Regions from separate parts of the Athene noctua genome. Here region 1 is linked to region 2. A link is a contact called in public Hi-C data. All regions are on one chromosome and are shown on one strand. The core of a region is the stretch at or near the end of the contact, and the rest is flanking DNA. Distances in the headings are between cores, read along the strand shown.

Evidence for each region. A called contact is a pair of places that touch in the nucleus more often than the background predicts.
Region 1: a Hi-C map of heart shows a contact between it and region 2, with 3 times the contacts expected there. The contact joins the promoter of MEP1B here to the promoter of GAREM1 in region 2. A contact is called at or near these places in 2 of 2 Hi-C or Micro-C datasets (heart and liver).

The regions. Positions count from the first base shown.
Region 1 is chr2:48,259,830-48,265,933 of bAthNoc1.hap1.1, forward strand. It overlaps MEP1B (meprin A subunit beta), which reads right to left and starts at 3,439. Exons shown (of 15, transcript XM_074897468.1): 1 at 3,377-3,439. The coding sequence starts at 3,439.
Region 2 is chr2:48,106,491-48,112,612 of bAthNoc1.hap1.1, forward strand. It overlaps GAREM1 (GRB2 associated regulator of MAPK1 subtype 1), which reads left to right and starts at 4,345. Exons shown (of 6, transcript XM_074899022.1): 1 at 4,345-4,758. The coding sequence starts at 4,638.

The DNA.
Region 1 (6,104 bases), core at 2,189-4,688, 150 kb after region 2:
TGAAATGACCGTTCTGTGAAAACTTCAGCAAATGGCAGAAAGAATATTGGAAATACAAAAGCCTAAAAACTCATTTTATCATTTTGATTCACCTGAACTAAAACTAGTTCAAACTGTTGCTTCACAGTTTTTGTCAGATTTTAATCATTTGTTTTGATTGCCTAAGAGGGGAAAACCATTTTTTGCATAACCAAGTAGAAACTATAATTTATAGGTTTAAGAGCGATAATGTCTAATTGGTATGAGCTGGCATAATCAAATGCTTAACATCTAAGTATTATATAAACAGGCAAAGTTTTAAACCAAGTTCTTCTGCTTCTAATTTTCTTAATGAAAACTGCCACCCACATATGTCCTTGCCCAGCCTAAAGGCAGGATTTTGACCTTCAAGTGTTGGTTACAAAAATCATTGAGTAGACACTGTTTCCTGACCCAATTTCTCCTGAAACAGCACTGTTTCACTACTTCACAGTTTTAGGTCGTTTCAAAATTTGGTAGATTTTAAGCTACCTGATTCTTAAATAACCCAGTGTCATTGTGGAAAAGTGACCAAGTCTATTGAAAAACTGTTTCCAGACTTGGACAGATTCAAATGCTGAAGGACTGATTTTGATCTCACATTTCACTGAGTTAACTGGTATTATTCAGGTTTACATTGATACATAAGAAATAAGGATGGGGACTTCAGAAAAAAAAGAATAAGGATATAACTGTATAAAGATACAGTTTAATAAATCAAAATATCTTTACCACACAAATCGTCCATAAATTTGCAATGTCAACAGAGTCTTCTTACATTCTGAAGTTTTATTGCCCATATATGCTCTCATTACATTTCATTATCACTGGATATGCATGACAGTATCCAGTCCACGAGTCCACATATTCAAGTTTTGAAATGAAAGTGCAGCTTGTAAAACAAGCTGAAAGTACATGGGCAAAGTGTGTAACACACATTTTAAAGATTTCATTTGCTTTTAAACTCCCACTCTCACACAGATTTCTAGCTAACGTGGAAGGAAAAAACGACAAGGAAAGCTTGCGATATTCAAAAATTAAAATCACATTGTCATCCTTTCCATTAGAGATTGTTGATGGAGAAGAAGCATACCTATATATGTTGAATCCTCTTATGGCCATTAATGGAGAGTAAAATGTTTCTACAGTTTTAGTAATTATAAACTACAATATACACATACCAATTAACCAGAAAGCGTAACTGTCCTAAAGGTAAAAACTGGCTAGCTAATGGTAAAGCTCCTCTATCAGCAGCAAAAGCTCACAAACTGAAATCAATGTAACTAAGTCCAGCAGCACTTTTGGTGCACAAACCAAAACGTGAGTCCATGACCGAAGAATACCAAATTCAGCAATTGACTCAAATCCAGGGTGGTCCTCAGTGTCTGAAAACTGTCACTGAATGTTTCACACTGGAGGAATCCCTTCCATCACTCCTTTCCACTTCCTTCTCAACAAAACTAGGTCTTTAGTCCTGTGAATCTCAACAGCAATCTACTCAGTTTCAAAAGGAGTATCTCTGTGTACAAGTATTACTCATTTGAGTAGCAACGGCTTCTGTCTCAACACCAGCCTGACAACTGAGACCTATGCGATGCATTTCTAGTCTCTGAAAGTTTTTAAATAAACAACAAATTCACAGTTCACAATCACCTACAGAGGAAAATTATATTACCTGCGGTGTACCAAAGAGGAACCTAATTTAGTCTAATCAATGCTATTTTTAAATCTCCACACACAAAAAATTCTAAACATTTATAATATTAGTCCTTACCTTTGGCAGACATAGTTTATGTGAATTAAATTACATTAAAGATTGGTCAAACCATGGCTTGTGAACACATTTAACTGGCAAATAATTCAAGTGCATTTTGAACAGGTGGGAAACATCTCACCTATTTTAGTCACATAAAAGCTAGGTAAGTAGACTCACTCAGTAATCAGCAGAAAAACAAATTAGTAATTGCATACATAATTAATCTGTCCCTAAAATAGCTATGGCACCATCATGATGCCCTGGCATCTCCAGATGGTCCACCTCACCTAGCTTGGACAGCTATTCAAGGACGTGATAAATCAACTGATGAAAATTTCCCTTCCTCGCTGTGGACTTCAGATGGAGTTCAGCCAACCAGTTTAGATGAGACACCTTAACTTACCAGTGTTTTCTCCAGACTATATAACTTTTAGTATACCAGCATGCAGAAATACAGAAGAAGCTCTTCCTGGCCATAAAGCACATAGAAATGAAATAATTAGGCCCAGTGATCAGAAGGCCCTCTCTCACACAGGAGCTGGTTATTACAAGTCAGTTCAATGCGTGATAGCTTGCAGATGTTAGTAGCAGTTTGCATCACCTATTTCATGCTTTACCAAAGCCTGTAGAGGAATCTAAACAAGATTGAGACTTGAGTTTGCAAAAGGTTGGGAATAGAGGAGCAGGTAGTCATGATAGGCAGTGGAAATATAAGGGAAGTGTGGGGTTGGGGTAGCGGAGTATACAGGAGGACTGTGAGAAAGCTGGGGACAAGAAATTGAGCTCTTGACTTAAAGAGATATATGACCGTGAGTGGAGAGGAAAAGGATACAGCTACCACAGTGAGATACTGGAGATGGATTCATGGAAACAGACAGTTATGTTACATAACATAAAATAGATAACGTTATTCCACTAAAGTCATATTACAGTAACTAATACCTTACTCTATAGATTACCCTGAAGCTATAGACTTCTATTAGCTATAAAATGAACTTTCAACAACCTAGTGGCTTTTTTTCTCCAAACTGATTACATTGTGTATCACCAAAATTCCTGGCCTCTACAATAAATTATCAAAAGGTGAGCAAAATGCTGCATTTCTCTACAAAAGACAGAAAACACAAAGTCTCAGCTGTTACTTTTTTGGCATTAAATAGTTCAGCTGAATTGGAGAAACAGAGAACAGTCATTTATAATTATTCCAGTGGCTAAAAAGGCATCAATTTCAATATCAAATATATTGTTACAGAAAAAAAAAAAAATCCTATTTCCATTCAAATATGGAGTAGCAAAATAAATTTTAATACTTATCTTGGTTCTAATCCCAGATTTACTATTCTGGTAACATTACTTTGAATACTGGTGGAATTTTGCTTAGATGGGGAATGCAAGATAAGCTTTTCACATGTATAGCCAGGCATATTAAAAATAGCAGCACTAAAACTCCAAGGAAACAGAAATCTTTCTCTCTTCCATGAAGATGACAACAGAATTTTTATTTTGCAAAAGCAACATACTTAAGTCTTTTCCTCTAAAACTCATCTTAAGCTGCATTGCTTACTCAATCATATAAAGAACATATATTCTTTGTTTTCTTACCTGACTCCAGACCACCTGAAGAAGCAGCCAAGTTAGGAGTGCAGGCACAGAAAACCAGCCCATGTTGTTATCCACTCAGCAATTTCATGGACAGAATTTCAGACCAACTTGGTATTTAAGACAGTAAATGTCATAAATCAAAACCTTTGTCCTATCATCAACGATTAACTTACCTACCTTTTTCTTGTCCAATAAGCCAAGTCCATCATTACTGTATCACAGTAACTACCATATACACTGACTATTTTTAAACATTGTTGTGAGAAAAAGTATTTGACATACAGGATGAAAGACACAAGAAAATGGGAATACAGAGGAAACACACATTGAAATACAGGAAATTCAATTTAAAAATAAAAGAACTTTTTTTATTCTGAGGGTTTTGAAGTGCTGGAACAAGTTGCCCAGAGAAGTTGAGGAGTCTCCATCCATCCTCAGAGACAGTCAAAACCCAACCAGCAACAGACCTGAGCAACTTGTTGAAGGTGACCCTGCTACAAGCAGGGCAGTTGCACTAGGTGGTCTCCAGAGCTGCCTTTCCACCACCTCACCCATTCCGTGACTGAGTAAAGCTGGCACTAAAACCTTTTCAACAACAGAAAGCTAACAAGACTCTTGGCGGGTAAGACATTAATACATATGGGGGTTTTTGACAAAAAGTGAAAACAGGAAATGTGTGCACCTAAAAAAAAAAAAAATCTCTCAGCAACATAATTTTAGTATCTTGCTTTTAGAAAAGGCAATGTCATTTCTACTGTTGATGACTGTGAAACACTGTATTTGTCAGTAAATCATATCATGGTATTCTTCCGGACCTTTTAAAAATTTCATACATTATATTATTTTAAGTGTTGGTACCATTGTACTATCACCACTGTCTGTGACTCTTCGGAGTTTTAGTTTCTTCCAACTTCAGTCATCTCTTCTACTTATGAGCTGACGGAAAGTGCTGAAATTGTCACAGTTTCTTCTTACGCTTAAACTACAGGTACTGCCAGTAACTGTATGATCAGACTTGGTTAGCGTTTCACTTTCCCAGACCAACCACCTGGTTAGAATGTCCTAAAAACGTAATTTTGATTTTTGTATTGTAAATACAGACGCACAAATTATATCAAAATTAGTAACATTTCTCCTACTATTTCAAGTATTAAAGCTGATAAGAAAGAATGGGTAATGAGGACACCTGTGCAATTTCTAGCCACTTAGAGCTATGCTTATTTCACTGATGATCCATTGAGAAGTAGCACTTGTGGATATTGTTGTTCTTATGTTAGTTTTTTCAACAAAACCGTAAGTATTGTAATTCTCAACCCACCAATAATGATGGCATCAATTGTTCTCAAATCAGTTATGTTTGGAAGGTTTAAAAGCTCTTTTGTTAAGAATTCTTCTGCAGGCTCAGCAGTCATTGAATCCTGCATGCTGTCACCTTCAGCTGCTGGGAGGTGACAGTAGTTCTCCTTTTGGAGGCTCTCTAGGTTAGATTGGCTATGTTCACAGTAACAAGTACTTCAAGCCAACAGGAATGGACTTACACATTGAAACATGGTGCCAAGGACCTGGCATCTATGCTGTACATGTCTCAAAGGGTTTTACTTCAGCCTGGCTCCAATTTGATCCCAAGGACTGTATGTCAGTGGTGGCAACTGGACTGCATTAGGCAGGGATCTGAAGAACACATTCTGGTTTAGTTTCAAACCAAATGAATTCAATTTGGACACTCCAAAACTGCTCTGTGATGTGAACTAAAGCATGGTAAGTGGAAACGATGATGATGATACTTGCTTAAAAAATACAGTCCTGATCAAAATTAGAAGACTAGTGTAGCTGCACCCATTGCTCCGTGATTACATTATCTTACAGGTGTTTTCTTAAGATGGTGGAATATGATGACTTCAAAGGAAACAGCACATTTTTTAGTCTTACTACTTGGTATTGGAAGAAAGCCTAAAAGCCTGTTTTTCTACTTCTTTGGTCCCTTTCACATGCAAATAATCAAGAAAAGCTGCTTTCTGTTCCCACATCCCTATTTCTAACATGCATCAACCGGCTCCAAAACCTCACACCAACCTCTTCACAACAGGAGATAGGAAGATGATTTTCCTGCCCCAAAGAAGGGCTGTATGAACCTCTGTGTCAAAACCATTACTGGCTAAAAAGTGAGTTATCCAAGGAAAACACTAGAAAGTGTGATATCCTACAGAGAAGGCATCAAAGTTATATGCTAACCCTGCACTGTAAATATACAATCTCTATACATATTTTTCCTCCAATTCACACTGACTTATTTAAACTCAGAGCTTTGATACCTCACCTAGTCACCTGGTATAATAAAACAAGGTGTAATAGAAAATTAAACAATATATGAACAAAATGTCAGGAATTTAAGGCAGTTCTTAGCATAAATTTCAGTGTCACACCTGAAGTAGCTAAATGGTTTTTTCTCCTCTTCTTGAGGAGAAAGTAATAAATAGATGGCAGCTTAAGGAAGGCATTTTTTTTCCCAATGTAATCATGGCAGATCTTTTTTACATAGCTTATCTACTTTTGCAACCGCATTCTCTAGTGACAAACACCTTGCTTTACCATTGACTTCATATCTACGTTCAGGTAATATACCTAGCCTTATTTCCTCTAAGGGTTTTGCTACATGACTCCTTGCATTGTTCTTTGAAGATGAAAAGCACTATAGCCATATCGTACTTCTAAGACAAAGGCCCACAGC
Region 2 (6,122 bases), core at 3,095-5,594:
ATCTGTCAAAAAATCTTTAACTTACCTAGTATTTTCCAGTCTATTTCTTCATTTTTCTAGCCCAAGCTCTTCGACCTTTGTCAGTACTGCTAATAGTGAAATCACATTTTCCTTCTTAAACTGAAGACTGAGGTTGGAAAAGGCATTAAGGATACTGGAGTCTCAGCATCTCAGTCATTAGGTGATGATTAAGTAGATTTCCCCCTCTGTGAAATGACAGAACAGTTTTTTCCTTCCTCTTCTCACTATGCATCTTTCCAATAGCTTTGCTATCTTTTAAATCCAATTTTCTGACATCTTGGGACCTTATCTTTCTGGTTTTGTCTATACGTAGTCTATACATTTATTTGTAATTTAGTAATCTGACCTACTTTCTACTTTCTTTCAGGTCATTGAAGATCTTATGATTCAACCCAATTAGTCTTTATTTCACTTCCTCTCCTTCCTCTGTGTAGATCAAATTCTGCAGTTTTGCCTTCAGCACTGGATCTCCAATGAACTTCAATCTGTCCTGAACTCACAGAAGTTTAGCAACTAGTTCTCTGAGTTTTAGTCTCCATTTAGTTCTTCCTTCTCTTCCTAACAATGAAAAATAGATAAAAGAGGGTCGGATTGATTTGTAATTTTAATTTCGTCTCTGTATAGCTAATGAGCATTTCAAATACAGGAGTTTCTTCTATACATTTTTCCTTCTCGCAGTGTTTTCTACTACTTGTGGCTTAAGTATGATCCACTCACTGGCTCACCTTAGGGAGATGCAAACACTTAGGTTCCCATTCAGTGTTTGCTGCATGCTTCACCCCTCCTACCTGATGCAGTGTGCTTCACCTAACACTCCGAATAGCATGAGTGCTCTCCTCTTTGCATCTTTTGCTCTCCTGGAGCAAAACAGCTGCCTTTTTCTGAGCATATGCATTGTTGGCTATGTTCACAGGAGTGTGCCACTGGGGAAAAAACACCACTCTCACTAGAAAGGACCAAAAAACTCTCCCACCAAACTGGAACACTGTGCTTGGAGGCATTTTCCCACCTAGAAAATAGGATGCAAGTTGTGAGCGTTATCTTCATTTAGTTCTCTCCGAAGCTGGATGATAGTGTTGCACAAATTCCCACAGATGGAATTTTTAGAATAAATAAAGGTTAAATAAGGGATTTAACTGGAAAAAGGAGGACACCTCTTATAGTGAAATAGAAGATAAAAGGTGAACATTCACACCAGACCCTCAGATCTCTTGAGAATATCCTACCTGAGCAAAGATTGTTTGGATTTTGCCAGTAAGACAGGAATAACATTCTCTTTCAAAACATGAAACATGATGTACAGACATCAACTATATCAAATGTGTTGTTCTCTTTCCCCCTTGCCTCAGAGAAATGTAGGTATTTAGGATCTGATTCTGAAGCGATCACTGCATCGCCTGTTGTTTCCCACTGGACTTGTAAATACTTATTATGAAAAACAGGCCTTTGATATAAAGGCAAATCACATGTAGGAAGAAGAAATGCAAATTCATGGGAGGTTTTAAAGCAATACTGACTATGAGGGCTCTACATGAAACAGTGTATAAGGCTCAGAGTCTTATTTGGTGCGTGTATACTAAGGTGTAAAGCATGTTACCAGATTCATACTAAATCAGTTTGTTGTGAACAGCTCCATTTCAAATGTTAACATAGATACAAACTGATGAGGATCCAAAATGCTTTAAAAAATCATTTTACTGGCAATGGAATAAATATATACTAGAGATTTTACAGCCTGCTGCATAAATGTGTTGTGAAATCAACATGAAAGTCAATTTAAAATGCATTTAAGAGTAATTTCAGAAATTATTCTGAGTCCCCCTGCCACTGCTTACTGTTTTTTGGTGACAATTTGCTGACAGGCACATACAGAAAAACTAAGATTTGTGTAACTGAGGCCCTGGTCCTGAGCTGGATCTGCTCACAGGGATTCCTCCTGAGGTCTGATGGCTTCATTAGCATTTTGCACCAGTAGGAGACTCTGGTAAGAGATCACACGAAGGAACTAAGGCATTTCTAGACATCACAGAAATCATTATATCTAAAGTTTTAATTATACATAAGGTGCTGTTAAAGCAAGAAATTGTCTGAGATTCATATGTGCTGGTGATTTGAATACTGTGTATGTAATATTAGAATATATTTCAAAGAGGTTGAGCTATAGTACAGTTAGGATACATAACAAAGTCACTCTAAGAGCTCCATCGAGGCATTTAAATACCAGTAAGCTTTATGGTGTCTCTTTGCCTGGAAATAACTGAATGAAATTTAAATAGTATCTAGAAGTTATATTTTTAAAAAACGCATCTTGTTCCAGCAGGATGGGTAAGAGTGGGTTGGGTTTCCACTGGTCGGAGAGAACACAAACACGGTTGCGTGAAGATGGCTGTAGGCCATCTAAAACCATCTGAAGAATGAAAAAGCAGCAGTAACTATTTCTGTGTGAAGATGCATTTCTTCCCAGACAGCGGAAGTGCATGATGTCTGAGAGGAGCATACACTGTGAGACAGTATCTATCCTGGAATTAATAGTACCCAAGATGGTGCTTAAAAACAATTGTTGACAGACTAGCACTTCAACTATTGTGAATATGGTGAATCCCAGTCTGACCTAATTTGCTTTGCTTTATACACTGCCCCCAATAACCTCTTTAAACCTGAACAAGTTAAGACCATGCTTTTGCTTTCCATATTTCAACAATAATGCTCTTTGCTGTTATATTACTTTGCACTTCAATAGCTTAATTCACTTGAGTTGTTCAAAGCATTTGGTGAACTCTGTAAAAGGGAAGCTACTTGGAAAAAAACCCGAGTGTCATATTTTTAAAGCTAACTATTCTGGTAGGCAGGATCTAATGGCAGCATGGCTGAGTGTAGAGAATTAAGGTTTTCCATAGTGCTGGGAAATCCTGGTGCCAAACGGTGTAGCTAAAGCATGGACCCACATCAGCATGAGGTTCAAACCAACCCCGATCCATTTGAAACGAGATAACTTGGGTTTTCTGTAACCCTCTGTGCCGACTGGCTTCCACGGTCTTTGTTTCATCTTGGGAGTGCATGGCTGAAGTCTCAGTCTCTGTTTGCAGCAGAGCAGAACAAGAGTGTGTCTGTCTTGGCCCTCCTCATGCTCGCGGTGCTGCTGGCACCAGCAGTCGCAAAGGCACGCAGCAGCGGCTGGCCTGTCACCAGGCGCGCGAGGAAGGGCGAGCGGCAGGAGAGCTCGTCGTACAACAGCTCTTCCCCCAGCTCTGCCAGCCCCAGCAGTCTCCAAGACAGACACCGTGGAAGATGGAGCCTGAAGAGGGATGTTAGCTGTGGATGTTTTCCGTCGTTTTACAAATCACTGAAAGGCACTTTTAAGTTTCTAGTCAACAGCACAGTCTTAAATGTAGCCAAGTTTACTGCAATAAAATAAACAGCTTTGACACAAAAGCGAACAAAATAAACTTAAGCACAGCACAATGCAACCACCCAGGAGTTAGTTTTTCTGGTTTAATTTCCCAGAGTTTCTGCAGTCTGGAGATGCATGAAAATGCATAAAAAGTGGTATCATTAAATAAAATATCTTACGAAGTCATAGAAGACTTCATCACATAAGCCACTTTGAAAAGAGAACTCATAGCTGATTTTAAATATTCCCGTGGTCTGAAGACCCTTGAATACACAATATAGGTAATATATGTGATGCTTGCATGTGCAGTAATGATAGAAGTGAGTTGAAGATTTGCCTCTAACTTCTACGCACTACTCTTCATACGTTAAATACCCATCTATAGTTCACAGGTGAAAAACTAAAAAAAATAGAGATATAATCAAAGTCGCCATCTAATTGGACTTTTTTTAAAAGTAGGCTGAATTTCACAGGCAAAGTTAGAATGCTAAATTAAGCGGTGAGAAGCTGCAATGCAAGCCTCTTGCTCAAAATTGCTTTGATAAATGAAGCGAGAGTGAACCCACGTCCTCCAAGAGCCCCGAGTGCCCGCCCTGCTCCCCGACCCCTGGCCCGTCGTGTCCCGCCCCACCGGCCGCGCTGCCCGCAGCCCCCCCCATCCCCCGCGGTTCTCGGCGTGTGGGGGGACGCGACGGGACGGGACGGGACGGGACGGCACCTGCGGGGCCGCCCTCCGGCTCCCCCCGGCGGGACGGGCGGGCGGGCTGCAGGGCGGGCGAGCGGTCGGAGGGTGGAGTGAGAGGGACGGGCTGGGCTTGGCGGCGGCGCTCCCCGCCGGGCGGGCGGGCGGGCAGCCCGGCACTTTCCTTTTCGGCGCGGGGAGGAGCGGCAGCTGCGCAGGCGTTGCTCGCACCCTGTTGATTAGTCAGTGCTGGGATGGCGCTTCCTGGGCCAGGCGCGGCGGCGGGCGGCCCCAGCCGGTCCCGGGGGGCGGCGGGAGCAGCAGCAGTAGCAGCCGCCGCCGCAGCAGCCGCCCGACGGGCCTCCGCTTCTGCCTAGCGCGGCATGTCCCGGGGCGGCCGGCGCTGAGCGAGGCGGGCTCCGTCCCTCCGTTCCCCTCCCCGCTGGCTGCAGCCCCGCCGGGTGGGAGCACCCCGCCAGCGCTGCCTGTCTGGCTCCTCTCCTCTCCCTCCTTCCCCCCTCCCTCCTTCCCCGGACTGGGAAGATGGACCCCGGCCCGCCGCTGGGCTGCAGCCTCAAGGACGTGAAGTGGAGCTCGGTGGCCGTTCCCCTGGACCAGCTCGTCAGCACCTACCGGCTCCCCCAGATCGCCCGGCTGGACAGCGGTGCGTGGGGCGGCGGGCGGGCGGCTCTGCCCGGCGGGGAGCGGGGAGCGGGGCCGGGCGAGCGGTGGGGGGCCGCTCCTGGGGCGGGCTGCCGGAGCCCCGGGTGCACCCCTCTTTCCTCCCGCGGCTGGAGGGAGCCGGAGAGCCCCGCGGCTACCCGGAGCGCTTTCCGTGAGGTCCTTGCACCGACATCTGCCGTTACCGGGTGTCGGTGCAAGGCTTCGACTCGCACGGGAGTCCGCGCGTTGCTTTGCATCAAAATATCTGGTAATACCCGCCCCCTGCCCCCTTACGGTGTGTGGCGCAGCCTGTCTGCCATCGGCTGCTTGCCCCCGAGGAGCGTCCTCGCAGCCTCAGATGAAGACGTGGAAGGGCATTTTCCGTACTGGAGACCCAGTGTTGTGATGAAGGGATGCTACACCAAGGCCAAATAACGAGGGACGTTAAATAGCCGAGTGGACTAAATCCCAAATGTTACATTTCACTAAAAAAGCCACGGACCTGTAAAAAGAGGAGTAATGTAAGAAGCCTTTCCAGTCTCCAGATAACTTTTTATTACCGTTCGCTAGGGTGCTCGCCTGCAGTTTGCAAGTCTGCAGCATTTTGTTTACACCAGGAAATAAGAAACGAGTCTAACAGAATAGCTATGGCAGCGGTGTTTTACCTTTCCTAGATACGTGTCTTAGAAAGTAATGTGTCGGCACAGAGAACTGGGGAAATAGGGGGAATTTTTCAGAAAAGCTCAGACTTTATAATATTTATATATAGTAATACTTTATTTAATAAAGACTCGGCTCCTGTATAGTAGTGTGTGTGCGCATTGCATGGTAGCTCCAGGAAAACTGTCCAACTCTCCCATCTCTAAGGGAATGCAGTATATATCTCGTAAATCAGGAAAAATTTCCAGGCATTTGAATTCATTAGTTTTTGAAGTCACCTTGTACTTACACAATGTAATAGAACAGGTCTCTTACAAAATTTTGTATTGATTTGAAAAGTTAAAAGTGAGCGCAGGCATCGTCCTCTGTTGCTCCCCAGGATTGGTTTACTACTTAACTGCAGTTCCTGTAATCCAGGGATAATTCAAACGAGGGCTTTTTTGACTTTTGTCCCTTGATTATAAAGTACTTTTCCTATCCTTTGCAGTACATCCTCAGAGCTGGTGCTCAGGAACAGGTTAAAGAAAAGCTTCTTTGCCTTTTACCTGCAGCTGGCTGGGTTTCATACTGTCGAATGTTCCTCGTGGTAATACCTCATGTCACTAGAAGCAACTAAGATGGCCTCCAGTCGCTGCACTTAAGGCTGTCAATTTACTTGAGATTCCTGGCAGTGGTTCAGGTTTTAACAGGATGTATGTATTGATG